Linked DNA regions of Mus musculus: regions 1 and 2 are each linked to region 3. Evidence: chromatin contacts called from public promoter capture Hi-C data. All regions are on one chromosome and are shown on one strand. Each heading gives the region's core, a stretch centred on a gene start, on an enhancer-like site or on the middle of the called end of the contact. The rest is flanking DNA. Distances are from core to core; before and after follow the strand shown. Region 1 holds the start of Mcm10 (minichromosome maintenance 10 replication initiation factor). Region 2 holds the start of Ucma (upper zone of growth plate and cartilage matrix associated). Region 3 holds the start of Proser2 (proline and serine rich 2).

The links. Promoter capture Hi-C pulls out the DNA fragments that hold promoters and counts their contacts.
Region 1: a promoter capture Hi-C map of hippocampal neurons shows a contact between it and region 3, with 4 times the contacts expected there. The contact joins the promoter of Mcm10 here to the promoter of Proser2 in region 3. A contact is called at or near these places in 1 of 39 promoter capture datasets (hippocampal neurons) and 1 of 115 datasets of contacts at active chromatin or transcription factors (embryonic stem cells).
Region 2: a promoter capture Hi-C map of pre-B cells shows a contact between it and region 3, with 4 times the contacts expected there. The contact joins the promoter of Ucma here to the promoter of Proser2 in region 3. A contact is called at or near these places in 5 of 39 promoter capture datasets (the 3T3-L1 cell line, cranial neural crest, hippocampal neurons and 1 more) and 1 of 9 other capture datasets (liver).

What each region holds. Positions count from the first base shown.
Region 1 is chr2:5,010,179-5,014,503 of GRCm38.p6, reverse strand. It overlaps Mcm10 (minichromosome maintenance 10 replication initiation factor), which reads left to right and starts at 1,713. Exons shown (of 20, transcript NM_027290.3): 1 at 1,713-1,799; 2 at 3,729-3,815. The coding sequence starts at 3,809.
Region 2 is chr2:4,973,543-4,977,764 of GRCm38.p6, reverse strand. It overlaps Ucma (upper zone of growth plate and cartilage matrix associated), which reads right to left and starts at 1,643. Exons shown (of 5, transcript NM_001113558.2): 1 at 1,456-1,643; 2 at 1,045-1,110; 3 at 860-955. The coding sequence starts at 1,513.
Region 3 is chr2:6,127,456-6,131,842 of GRCm38.p6, reverse strand. Proser2 (proline and serine rich 2) reads left to right here and starts at 1,658. Exons shown (of 4, transcript NM_144883.4): 1 at 1,658-1,801.

The DNA.
Region 1 (4,325 bases), core at 464-2,963, 1.1 Mb after region 3:
AAATGTGGATTTCCCATGTTCCCTGCTAAAGTGGATCACCTCAAGTAACAACTAGTTGTACAAGTCAGAAAGGGACCAGCTAGCCTCTGTCTGAGTTTCCTCTGCCCTCTTTCTCTCTCCTCAATATCCCACAGGCATTGGATTCTGAATTTATTTTACCCCAAATCACTTCCTCCTCTTTCCTCAAAATTGCCACCAAACCAATTAGTACAAATTGCTTAGCTCTCCATATCCATCTGTGCTTGAACACTTAGATTGATACTGTTTCCTATTCCTGGAATCACATGGGAAGCAAAGGTTATCTGTAAAGTCACAGGGAAGAAAGGAACTAGAGAGGACCAACAAGAACTGGCCTATCAGCCGGGCAGTGGTGGTGCACGCCTTTAATCCCAGCACTCAGGAGGCAGAGGCAGGCGGATTTCTGAGTTCGAGGCCAACCTGGTCTATGAGTGAGTTCCAAGACAGCCAGGTCTACACGGAGAAACCCTGTCTTGAAAAAAAAAAAAAAAGAAAAAAAAAGGACTGGCCTATCTAATTATTGAAGTCTCTTTATCACTGTGAAATTTTCATACTAGAATTATTCCTAATCCTGAGCCAGGAGCACAGGCTTTGATAACGATGAGATGGAGAAGAAGAAAACTCCGTGTCCAGGCATCAAGATTCTTTGCTTTCTAGTCACACACTGGGTAAACAGAGTGGAGAGATAGAGACACCAATGCTGTCTTATCTCAAATCAACTAGTGGATGAATTCAGACTCTAAAGAGTGTCACTTGGAGGTGCGTGTGGTCACTGTAATCCCAGCACTCTTGAAGCTGAGGCAGGTTTCAAGAATCCTAGGCCAGGGGTGTGAATCCAGCTCCATGGCAGTGGCACAGGGCATGCTTAGAATCCATGAACCCCGTTATCCAATCATCAGCACAAAGGAAAAGGAAGAGGGGGAGGGAGGAGGAATCCCAGGACACTCTGGATCCTGCTACATACTGTTTTAAAGTAATCCAGGCAGGCACTCTAAACCCAGTAGGTGGGAAGCAGAGTCTTGAGTTCAAGGCTCACCTGATCTACACAGAAAGGTCAAGGCCAGAGCTTCTTGGAGAGACCCTGTCTTAAACATCAACAAAACTGTGCATGGAAGTCTTTGGAATTATGGAGGGTAAATATTCTGCATTTGGAAAATGGTTTTAGACCTATGTATAAATACTTGTAAAGAAAAGTTTGAATTTTACTGAAGAATGATCTGATAAATTATTCTCAACTCTGACATAATCTAGTTCCCTGAATCTGCACTATTCTAGGGATATTGTTTTCTGCGTCCAAAAATATCTAGCCTTTCCCTCGTTTACAGGTGTAGAAACAAAATCTGAAGAAATGGTAGTTCCTGTAGGTCAGACAGAGTGAAAAGTAGAAACTTTCATCTCTCTCTCTATTCAAATCCTAATATCTAAACTGGACATAGGAGCAGCAAAACTGGTTGGGACTTCAATAAGTTTACTTCCAGCAGGGAAACCAGTTGAGTGTTAACTTACAGAGATGGGCTGGAGCTCTGCTATGTGAATCTTAATTATGGGAATCTGCAGCCTCACCAACCGGAAGTTCTTTGCCCATAACAAAGATGGCCAATCAGGTTGCTCTACTGAGAGGCGGTGCTTCCCCCAGCCAAGGATCTGTGTGGTCCAAGAGTTCCGGTGGAGCCAATCAGAGCGTCCTCCACAAATGAACGCGTCGACGTCAGAGTTGGGCGGAGCCCAATTTAGTTTTTTGGCGGGATCCGCTGTGGACCGGGAAGAGGCCCGGGTCTTAGGTAAGCGTCACGGGGTTTGCGTGTGTCCGGAACTCTGGGCATCCACGCAGGGATTGGGGTCTGAGGGAGAGGCGCGGGCTCTGAGGGGCAAAGGCGCCGAGATCTGGATCCAGCGGAGCAGGCGACCTTTGGCCGAGGCTGGAACGGGCAAGGCGCCGGGGCTGGAAGATGGAGGGCTCGAGTGCTTAAGGAGCCCGTTTTGGGTTGTCTTCTCTTTTCTCTTCTCTTTTCTTTTCTCTTCTCTTCTCTTCTCTTCTCTTCTCTTCTCTTCTCTTCTCTTCTCTTCTCTTCTCTTTTTTCTTTCTTTTTAAATATTGGTTGATTATATGTAAGCTGTCTTTATACACACCAGAAGAGCGCGTCAGATCTCCTTACAGATGGTTGTGAGCCACCATGTGGTTGCTGGGCTTTGAACTCAGAACCTTTGGAAGAGCAGTCAATGCTCTTAACCGCTGAGCCACCTCCCCAACCCGGTTGTTTTCTTTTTTTAAGAGCGCCCTTTTATTTTTGTTTTTTAAAAGTTTATTTCTGCCGGACAGTGGTGGTGCACTCTGAAGAGGATCCTTATAACAAGCACACAGTGGTGGACAAATGTGCAGTTAACTAGGGCAGAGGGGCTCTAGAGGGAACCTTCGGGGTATGGCCGACTAGAAAGGCTCAGAAATTAGCTAGTTGGAGATGAGAAAGTACTCTAAAAGAGCTTTCTAGACAAAATGCCTAAGCTGAAAACAGTTCAAGAAGCTGAAAGCAAGCTAATCTAGCAGGAAGATGCAAACACAGGGAATTGAGGAAATAGAAACAAGGAAGAAGGTACCCACCCATTGCTTCTCAGGCGGGCATTGTGGATGTGGTTCTAAGGATAATTGAAAGCAGCAGAATGTAAATAAGTATACCGTAAGCCAGAACAGAACAAGTTAAGCACAATTGCCTGGCCTACACGGTAGGGTTTATATCTGAGGAAACACTAAAGCAAGGCAGAAGGCCATATCCAGATTCGGGGTGCACCAAAACCCAATCCTTTTACCAGAGTGGGTTCTATAGCCATGCTCCCACATACAACAGGAACAAACATGTCTTATAAATTGAATGCAAATGTTTGTTGAAGGAGGCTGGAAATCAGGTCCAAGAACCATCCAGGGAGCAAGCTATACTTGAGGTTAAAGGCCCTCTCTCTGCCTTTCCCCTCTGGGGCCTCTCTCAGAGTTCGTTCACTGTTTGGCAGAATGGCCAGGGTTCTGACAACCTGCTTCCACCTTCCCCAGGACTGCAATTAAAGGAGTTTGATACCATACCTAGCTTCAATGTTATCTTTCTATCTTTTTTTTAAAAAGATTTATTTATTATTATATCTAAGTACACTGTAGCTGTCTTCAGATGCACCAGGAAAGGGCATCAGATCTCATTACGGATGGTTGTGAGCCACCATGTGGTTGCTGGGATTTGAACTCAGGACCTTCAGAAGAGCAGTCGGTGCTCTTAACCACTGAGCCATCGATCCAGCCTTTATCTTTCTATCTTACTTGTTCTGGTTAGCGTGGAAGTCAAATCCTAACTCGTGGTAGAGCTATGTCTCTCCTGCTTCAATGGATAAAGTAGACCTCAGGTGCATTATAACAATAAAACAGGATAATAACTGTAACATTTCCCCCAGCCTGAGTAGTTCTTTTTTGCACTGAGTCTGTAGTAGTAGTCTCACACCTTACACTGCACTGTAGCTTGGTCTCTAACCACAGTTAGAAGCCAGGTAGAAGCAACAGAGTGCTCTGCATATGTGAGGGGAGGGGATGCCCCTGAGCTGTTGGTAATGGGAGAGGGGATGGGACGTGCCAGCTGCCAGGAGAACCCTAAGTTAGCAGCTGGGAGGTGGGGTTGGTGGATGTACCTTGTGAGAAGAGGCCAGTGACTGCTCTAATGCTGATTTGTATGCAGCCAAGGCTCCTCATTGCGTCTCCTGGACCGCCTACCTGATCCTCCTCTATTCTTGTCATCTCAGCTGTTCTTTTGACAACATGGATGGTAAGGCCTTCTAGTTTTATGGATTCCTCTTTGGTTTGTGGAAAACTACCATTTCATCCTTCATTCTACCACAAAGTAGCAGGGAGCCAGGACTGCTTAGTCACTTACATCCAACTTACATGTCAGACCAGGGAACTGAACTGGGTGGTCTGACTCCAGAGTTACTTTGCATGTGGAAATCTTTTGAAATGGTTTTAGTCTAGATCCGTTTTAAATTCTGGTAGTCATTTCTTTTGAATTTTGCTTGTTTTTTCAGGGATTTGTGCAAAGAAAAATCTCAGTGAAAAAGTATTGCTCTGATGAGCAAAGCTCATAGAATGCATGCGCTGATGATTCTAGAGCCACACAGAGTGCATGCGCTGATGATTCTAGAGCCACACAGAGTGCATGTGCTGATTCTAGAGCCACACAGAGTGCATGCGCTGATGATTCTAGAGCCACACAGAGTGCATGTGCTGATGATTCTAGAGCCACACAGAGTGCATGTGCTGATGATTCTAGAGCCACACA
Region 2 (4,222 bases), core at 394-2,893, 1.2 Mb after region 3:
GGTCCCTTGTGCTTTGTCCCCTGATGACACATGTTGTCCTGGGTGCATCAGGCCACTACTCTCGCTCTGAAGTACCCCATTCCCTTTACTTTACACGTAGTACACATTCTAGGTTTTCACTTTCTGAATCTGGATCCATCCTGCTGCCTGTTTGTTTGCTTGCTTTTGGTTTTTCGAGACAGGGTTTCTCTGTATAGTCCTGGCTGTCCTAGAACTCATCTGTAGACCAGGCTGGCCTCGAACTCAGAAATCCACCTGTCTCTGCCTCCCAAATGCTGGGATTAAAGGCGTGCACCACCACTGCCCAGCTCATCCTGGTCCTCTTTTTTTTTTTTTTTTAAGATTTATTTATTTATTATATGTAAGTACACTGTAGCTGTCTTCAGACACCCCAGAAGAGGGCGTCAGATCTTGTTACAGATGGTTGTGAGCCACCATGTGGTTGCTGGGATTTGAACTTCAGACCTTTGGAAGAGCAGTCGGGTGCTCTTACCCACTGAGCCATCTCACCAGCCCCCTGGTCCTCTTAAGGTGGTTTATTTTATACAGTTCTTTACTCTGATGCCACATTCAGTTCAACCAGTGGCCCACAGACAGTGAAATATGATACCGTTTCTATATTTTTATTTATTTAATTTACTAGGGACATATTCCTACCACTGTGTGCACATGGAGGTCAGAGAGCAACTTTTTGGGGCCAGTTGTCTTCTACCAAATGCAATCCAAGGACTTAATTCCACTCACTTTCACCCTTTGAGCCATCTCACTGGCCCCAGATATCGTACTACTGCTCCCAGAACTTTAATCTCTTGGGGCTTTGGTCTTCCACAGTGGGAGGGAGACCATCCAGCAGCCTTACCATTAACTTCATCTCGGGACTTAGGAGACCGCTTGCCACGCCTCTTGAGGAAATTGGAGGCATCAGATTCTTGCATGAAAATCTTCTGTTTCACACCTGAAACCAGAAAAGGGCTCTTCACACGCACATGGGATGGGGGAGCAGGATCCACCTCTCCCACATGTAGGGATCGCCCCTAGACTCACCTTCCTGCACCCCCTCTGCAGCTGCCTGCCTGCTCCCCACAGAAGCGCTGGTCCCCTCCTGTAGCACTGTAGGGTAAGGCACAAGGAAAGGTGGCAACATCAGAGGCCCCGGTGGGGCTTCGATAGTTCTGGGTGCAGTGGCTTGCCAGACTGCATATGGGGCGCTCTGCCCCTTGGCATACCATCCAGTCTTGATGGAAACCCACCATATGAGCTGGGTTGCTTCCTATTTTTTATCTTTGCTGTTTTTCTCTATTACATTATCTTTTGCACACACACAAACACACACCAAGAATAGTTTCCTTACTAAACACACCCCTCCTACCTATGCCACCTGAACAAATTTACCTATACGTAGTAAGTATTCCTGTGTAGCTAACACCACCCACCCTTTGACCCTCCCATACTCACTACACAGGAGCACCAGGGCCAAGAGAGATGACAGGAGAATGACCCGTCTCCAGGACATCTTTACAGAGCACCCCCAGAAACCACAGGACAGATAATAAGGTGAGGTATCTTGGAAGTCCCCAGTACTCTGAAGCAGCTGCCCAGTAAGTCCTCACTTCTGAGTCAGGCAGACAGGCAAGAGAGAGAGAGAAACAGAAGGCAGGAAGCCGGGATGCCACTGGGGGAGAGTGGGAGGGGTCCTGGCTGTGGTTTCCATTGGCTGCTCCAGGCCAGAACACTGGAGATGTTTTTGGCCCCTGGAAAAATCTCCACAGAAGTGGAGCTTGTGGGCCCTGGCAGGGGCAGTTTTAAACTGTCCTTGCCAACGTCCGTGCCCAAGGAGATGCTCTGAGAAATACTCAGCCTGAGTCCAAGTGGGAGAAGCAGATGGCGTGTTTGAATGAGTTCTTTGCATGTTCTCAAGATGGGGTAGGATGCTGGGAGCCACGGCTGAAACATATGGGGCCAGAGAAAGAAGGAATTTCTCAGAGATTATTTGCATCCAAATGTCAGACAAGAATGGCTCCTGATATCTGAATACAAGATGTCTGTCTGGTGAAGCTCACTGAGCCACAGGGCCATTCTGGTGACTTCTATGGGATCTCCTCACCTGATACACTGTTCCCAGGGATGATAACACAAAGTAAAACATGGAGCCCTTGGCCTAAGGAGATAGCTCAGTGATAGGGAGTATGCCTGGCAAGCCGGAGACCCTAGGTTCAACCTATGTATTATTTTTGTTTTGTTTTGTTTTTTTGTTTTTTGTTTTTCGAGATAGGGTTTCTCTGTATAGCCCTGGCTGTCCTGGAACTCACTTTGTAGACCAGGCTGGCCTCGAACTCAGAAATCCGCCTGCCTCTGCCTCCCGAGTGCTGGGATTAAAGGCATGCGCCACCACGCCCGGCCAACCTATGTATTATTTAATGAACTATATTAATATTAATGACTAGTTATAAGCATCTTTAAAACACGAAACTATGTTTGTGGAGATGCAAGAAGACAACAATAGCAAAATGCTTATACTTCTTTATAACCTGGCTGGGGAGATGGCTCAGTGTTCCAATTATGCTTGCTGCTCTCGCAGAGGACTGGAAGAGAACATCCTTGCCTCACCTCAAAGGGAGCCAGTATACTAGCACACAGACACACACACAGACACACACACACACACACACACACACACACACACAAATATAAATATAAATAAAAAAAAATACTTCTTAGCAACCACTTGCATGCAGCCCTTCGGGTCCTCTGAGCTGTGTGGAGCACTAGAACACCGTCCCTTTAACGTTTCAGTGTTTCTGGGATGGTCATCCAGCTTGCTGCAAGCTGAAGGATTGGACAACTGGAGTTTTTCCAGTAGTGATCATCATTTGAAGTGACAATTTTGGAATTTTGGTTTCCTTAAGAAACACAGAAATATGATAAGACTGTTTTCCCTCTAGTCCCAGGTGTGGGATACGGGGCTGCTTCTGAGCGACTGCCGCAGCTGACTATGATTTGCCTCGTGCTCCAGCAGAGGCATGGATTTGCCAGCTGTAGATAGTTTCTGTGATTGTGTGACATTTGGAATCTGGGGACTTTTCAGAGGGTGTATAAATGCTAGAGCCCTGAGATGTGGGTGGGTTGCTATTGGTCATTCAAGAGGGTTCTTTGTGGTTTGTTAGTCATGCTCAAAGAAGAAAAAAGAAATTAGATTCAGGGTTCTCTTTCCTTCCCTCTCACCCTTCTCTCCTTTTTTCTCTCCTATCTAGTGTTAGGGGTTGAAAGGATGAAAGGGGGTTGGGGGTAAAGGGTGGAAGAAAGACAAACCCATAAGCATTAGCTCTGGAACAGAAGCGCACTCACCTGAAGCTCCCTTCTCATGAGACTTTATATTAATATCTTCCATAAGCTTGACTGGGAAATAAATGTAACTGGCAAAAACGTAAGAGCAGAGTAAATGGACAAGTGTTTTCCAGTGGAGGAAGGCACAGCCAACACTGGCTGTTTCTGGGCTCTCCCTGGACTCTCACTGGCCTGCCTTTAACTAGAGGTGCTGACTTCTCAGAACTGACCAAGGAGTACTTAGTTACCTGCATAAGAAACACATCAGGAGTCATCTCAGATTAAAGAGATTGTCTGAAAAAGAGCCTTAGAGCAGAGACATTTTAAGAATTCATTGCTTTATTTTACATCCTGATTGGAGCTTCCCTCCCTCCTCTCCTCCCAGTCCCTCTCTATGTCCCCTCCTCCCAGCTCTGCTTCCTCAGAGAAGGGGATGCCTTCCATGAATGTCAGCCTACCGTGCATACCAAGTTGTAGGAAGATTAGCTGCATCTTCTCCCTTTTAGGCTAAACAAGGCAGCCCTGTTAGGGGAAAGGGTCCCAACGGCAGAGAGACAGCCTCTGCTCCTGTTGCTGGGGGCCCCACATGACACTGCACATCTGTTATGTATGTGTAGGGGGCTTAGGTCCAGCCTTCATGCTCTTTTTCTTTTTAAGACTTATTTATTTTGTATATATGAATACACTGTAGCTGTCTTCAGACACACCGGAATAGGGCATCAGATCCCATTACAGATGGTTGTGAGCCACCATGTGGTTGCTGGGAATTGAACTAAAGATCTCTGGAAGAGCAGTCAGAGCCATCTCTCCAGCCCCACCCCCTGCATGCTCTTTAGTTGGTGTTTCAGTCTCTGTGAGTCTCATGGGCCCAGGTTAGTTGATTCTGTAGGTTTTCTTG
Region 3 (4,387 bases), core at 409-2,908:
GGGAAGCCTTCTGTGTAAAAATAAAAAAAATAATAATGCTTGCCTAATTAACTAGCATGTAGATTAAAGTGCTTTGTAAACATTAATTAAAGATGCAGGGAGTTAGGCGAGGCCAGTGTGTTATTAGAGAAAAAGTTTTCTTCCCTTTAATCAGGTACTTCTTCTTCCTGGGGAAGACCAAGGTATGATCTCAGGACTGAGGAATTGGGCTCAGCCCTGTCAGCTGCCTGTAACCCAGTCATTTGTGTGGCCAGCCACTTCCTTCGCTTTCCATTAAATGGGGAAAATGCAAACATTTAGGGGGTACAGGTTGTCATTCGAGCCACACCAAGCATTACAGTGAATAAAATCCATGGCCCTGGCTTTCTCGCTGAGAACATTAGCTTCTGCCCGGTTGGGAAAGGCTGCCACAACAATGAGCTATTACTATTAGCTACTCAGAAATGTTCCCCCCGGTGGTAAAGATATCCCAACAATCAACAGGATCAAAACCGGGGCCTTTCTTCAGCCTCGTCGACCTCAAAAATCCCTCTCTGTAAAATAACCATAAGAAGTCAAAGGACCTGGCTGGCCAAGAAAATGGCTCATTGGATTGAGGCACTTGCCCTGAGCCCTGAACTCTGACCCTCGTGAGGGCAAGAGAGGACCAGCTCCTGAAGGCTGTCGGCTGACCTTCACTTTTTGAAGCATCTCTCTCTCTCTCTCTCTCTCTCTCTCTCTCTCACACACACACACACACGAATGAAGGAATGGATGAGTGGATGAATGAATGAATGAATGAACCAAAAGAAACAAAATCCTCAAAAAAAAGCAAGAAGGATTTTGACATTTTTCATGACAAGCAAATGATAAATATTTAAGGAGCTGGCCATGTTTACTCTGCTAAAAACCCTGTTCAGTGTGCACACATATGGGAACATCACATAAGTAACTCACATATGGACAATGCTTACAAGTTCATTAAACATGAATAGAGCTTGGCGTGGTGGCACACGCCTTTAATCTCAGCCTGCATTGGCTCTCTCTGAATTGGAGGCCAGCCTAGTCTACATAGTGAGCTCCAGGCCAGCCAAGGCTACATAATGAGATCCCTTTTCAAAAAAACAAAAACAAAGAAAGACTTAACCCCACGACCCCACAAACATTGTCTAAATGAATTAAACAAAATAATGTATGTTATGTGTCTTGTTTGAAAGTATACGTATTTCATAAATAACAGTCATTATTATTAAATGAAAATAATCTCTTCAGGATATTGTTGTTGGATGCCTGTAATCTCAGAAGTCAGGAGGCTGAGGCAGGAGGATCATGAACTTGAAGCCATCCTACATAATGAAATTCTACTTTAAAACAACAACAACAACAACAACGAAACTCTCAAAGTTAGTGGTGGAGTTGCTGGAGAAGTCCCTTCTTATTCAGGACTTCAAAAGCACATTGGTATTACGATTGCTCATGCTCAATTCAGTCTCACAAGTAGACCGAGAAGGCCTGACAGGCACAGCCAAGGGCTTTGGGCGCTGGCCCTTTAAGTATCGCGGGGACGCGCAGACTACCTCTGGCCGACTGGAGTCCGGCCGCCAGGAACGCGCGGCAGAGGTGCAGAGCGCTGGGCGGCGGAGCGCGCACGGCCGCCGAGAGCGCGCGGCGGGGAGGTGCTGGACGCCCTGGGGAGCGCGCTCCAGGCAGCCCGGGACGATCGGCGTGCGTGCGTGCACGACTTGCTGGCCGGAGGACGGCGTGAGCCCCGAGGGTCTCAGTCGGCGTGGACACCTGCGACCCGCGGAGGGGACTTGGCTCGGTGAGTTCCGCCCTACTGAGCGAGGCCAGGCCAAGCGCGGGACACCGGGAGCGGCAGCAGCTGTCGGGATCATCCAGGGCTCCCGGTCCGGGTCTTGGTAACTGGGGAAGCCCTTTGCGCGCAGCTGGGGCTCTGTCGTCGCCGAGGTCAGTGCCACCGGTTGGCCTCCATCCTGGGGCTTCGGGGATCGCGACGTGTGGCTTTTCACCTAGGGGTTTTCCCGAGAGCGAGAGTGGCTCGTGGCGTGTTGTCTGAGTTGAGTCTTTGGTCCCTTACCTTTCCTGGAGCGGACTGCGCGTGAGGACCGTGTCCTTTGCGAGGCTGAAACCCGGAGATGGCCAGAGCCACCTGTTAAACCAGTATCCTGAGCGAATCCTTCGGCAGGTTTTCCATGCCCCCGCCGGTTCCCCGCAGGTAACTGAATCGCGCGGGGATGTTTGTGTGGGTCTGCCGGGAGACCTGGGACGGTAGGGTTAGAAAGACCGAATATGTGGCTAATGAGACAGGGCTTAACAAAAGGCAGTCAAATAAACTGCAGCGTTTCCCTGAGACGGAAAGTTTCTCAACTTTTGTTTTACGGATTCTAAATTTAAGTAACTAACCCCCTCTAGGCACCTAACCACAGGACAACTCTGCCTGAACCTATTTGGTGCAAAGGAGACAATGAAGAGGGGTTTGTGTGTGTGTGTCCCCCTAAAGAGTAAAACTTTCGAGTCCCGCTGTGGGAAGATTCCCTCTGGCTCCAGTTTTAATAGATAACAACAAGAAGCTTTGTCCTAGAACGATCTAGAAATACCAAACCAGGTATTAAGTGTAAACTCTGGGAAGTGCTTGAAGGACAGACTCTTAGGAAAAATAATTTTCTGTGAGGTGCTCCAGTGTGTACTAAAACTTTGCCCTCATATTCCATGCCTGAATGTTCCAGATTGTTTTCCTAGGTGGAGGAGGTACTTTCGTTGGTGCGGCCAATGGTGCGGCCAATGTGGAAATACAAACAAATGCCCTATTTACTTGGGGCTGGGTGGGAAGGGTGGAAGTCGGGCTACGATCTTTCTTGCCAGGCTTGACAGCGTATGTATGGAATCTTCTGTATTTTCTTGCCCAGACCAGTAATAGCCTTTTTCTCGGTGACTGGTTCCTTTTAACAGTGACTCCAGTGAGCTTCTCACTGGAAAATTTTGGATCCTGATAATTTAAAAGCATTTTTCTCCTCTCACAGAAAACAGAAATTTGAAATTAGAATAAGTGGCAGTTATAAAGATGGGCTGTGTTTTTTGAAACTGAAGAGCCCCGTGGCACTTCGTTGAAGAGGGATTGGCCTGTTTTAATGCAGGCGTGGTGTGGCCCTCAGTTCCTTCATCCTTACATTTGTGGTCTCTTTCACCAGCTTCAGTGTTCTGAGCCCTGACTTGCGAATGCACATGCAGAATTTCTAGATAAGAGCCATATGGTCCAAACTGATTAAACCAGATCTGGTAATCCTGCCTTCGCCAGTGGCTGATGAGACACCTGGCCTCGGCTCCAAGGTTCTGAGACACCTCAGGAGCCTACAGTTGGCACCTTATGTTGATCTGAAGATCAGCTCAGGTAACTGATAGAGGCAGAGGACAGCCTTGAAACCTGAAGGGAGGACGTGGACGCTCTGGGTGGAGCAGAGCCCAGCACAGGAAATCCTCTGGAACAAAAAGTTGGAGTGTATCTTCTCTGAGCTGTTATGGGATGGATGCCAGCGGCCTCGGGGCCATTTGTAGGTGCCAGGGGAATCCTAGCAATCCTAGCAGCATCACAGAACTTGAGTGCTTTGACGGTCAAGGGCAGCATTTGTTTCTTCTTGGGGGTTCAGTGGTGGCTTCCTCATGGGTGTCCAACAGAGATGGCTCCCTGTCCAGTCTCTGAAGGCCTCTTGAGCATGCTGAGATGGCCTTCTCTTTGTATAGTGGCATCCCTGATAATGGCTTGTCTGTATGAACCACAGTGAAGTTTCTCCTCTCAGTAAAGCCCTTGCTTCCTCCCAGGGTTACAGCATCAATCTTGAAATTTGAGAGAATTTAACGAAAGATAGTGTTGTACTCACGGTCTGTGCAGCCTAACAGCCTATGTTTCTGGAGCAGAATCTGGTAGGTCTTTTTGAATGCCTATCACCATACTAGATACCTTGGTGCCGGAAAACCCGATTCTCATTCATCACTCTCTCCTGCCTGTCAGATTTTAGCTGATGCTGCTCTTGAACTTGATGCCTGGCAGAGGATCACCTTGAACTTCCAGTCCACCTATCTCTACCTCCCAAGTGCTGAAATGATTCTCATTAAGAAAAAAGAGTCTATTACATTTATTTGTGTGTGTGCATGTGTGCACATATATGTGCATGTGCCACAGTGCCCATGTAGAGGTCAAAGGACAATTTACATGGATGGGTTCTCTTTTTCCACCACGTGAGCCTCTGGTGTAGAACTCAGGTTGTCACATTTGGTGGCAAGCACCTCCACCCACTGAACCATTTCACCTGTTCAGTTATCATTTTTAATATAGTAAAATATAAAGTATATACATCTTAAAGTCTACTAAAGTGCGACACTGAGTATATTA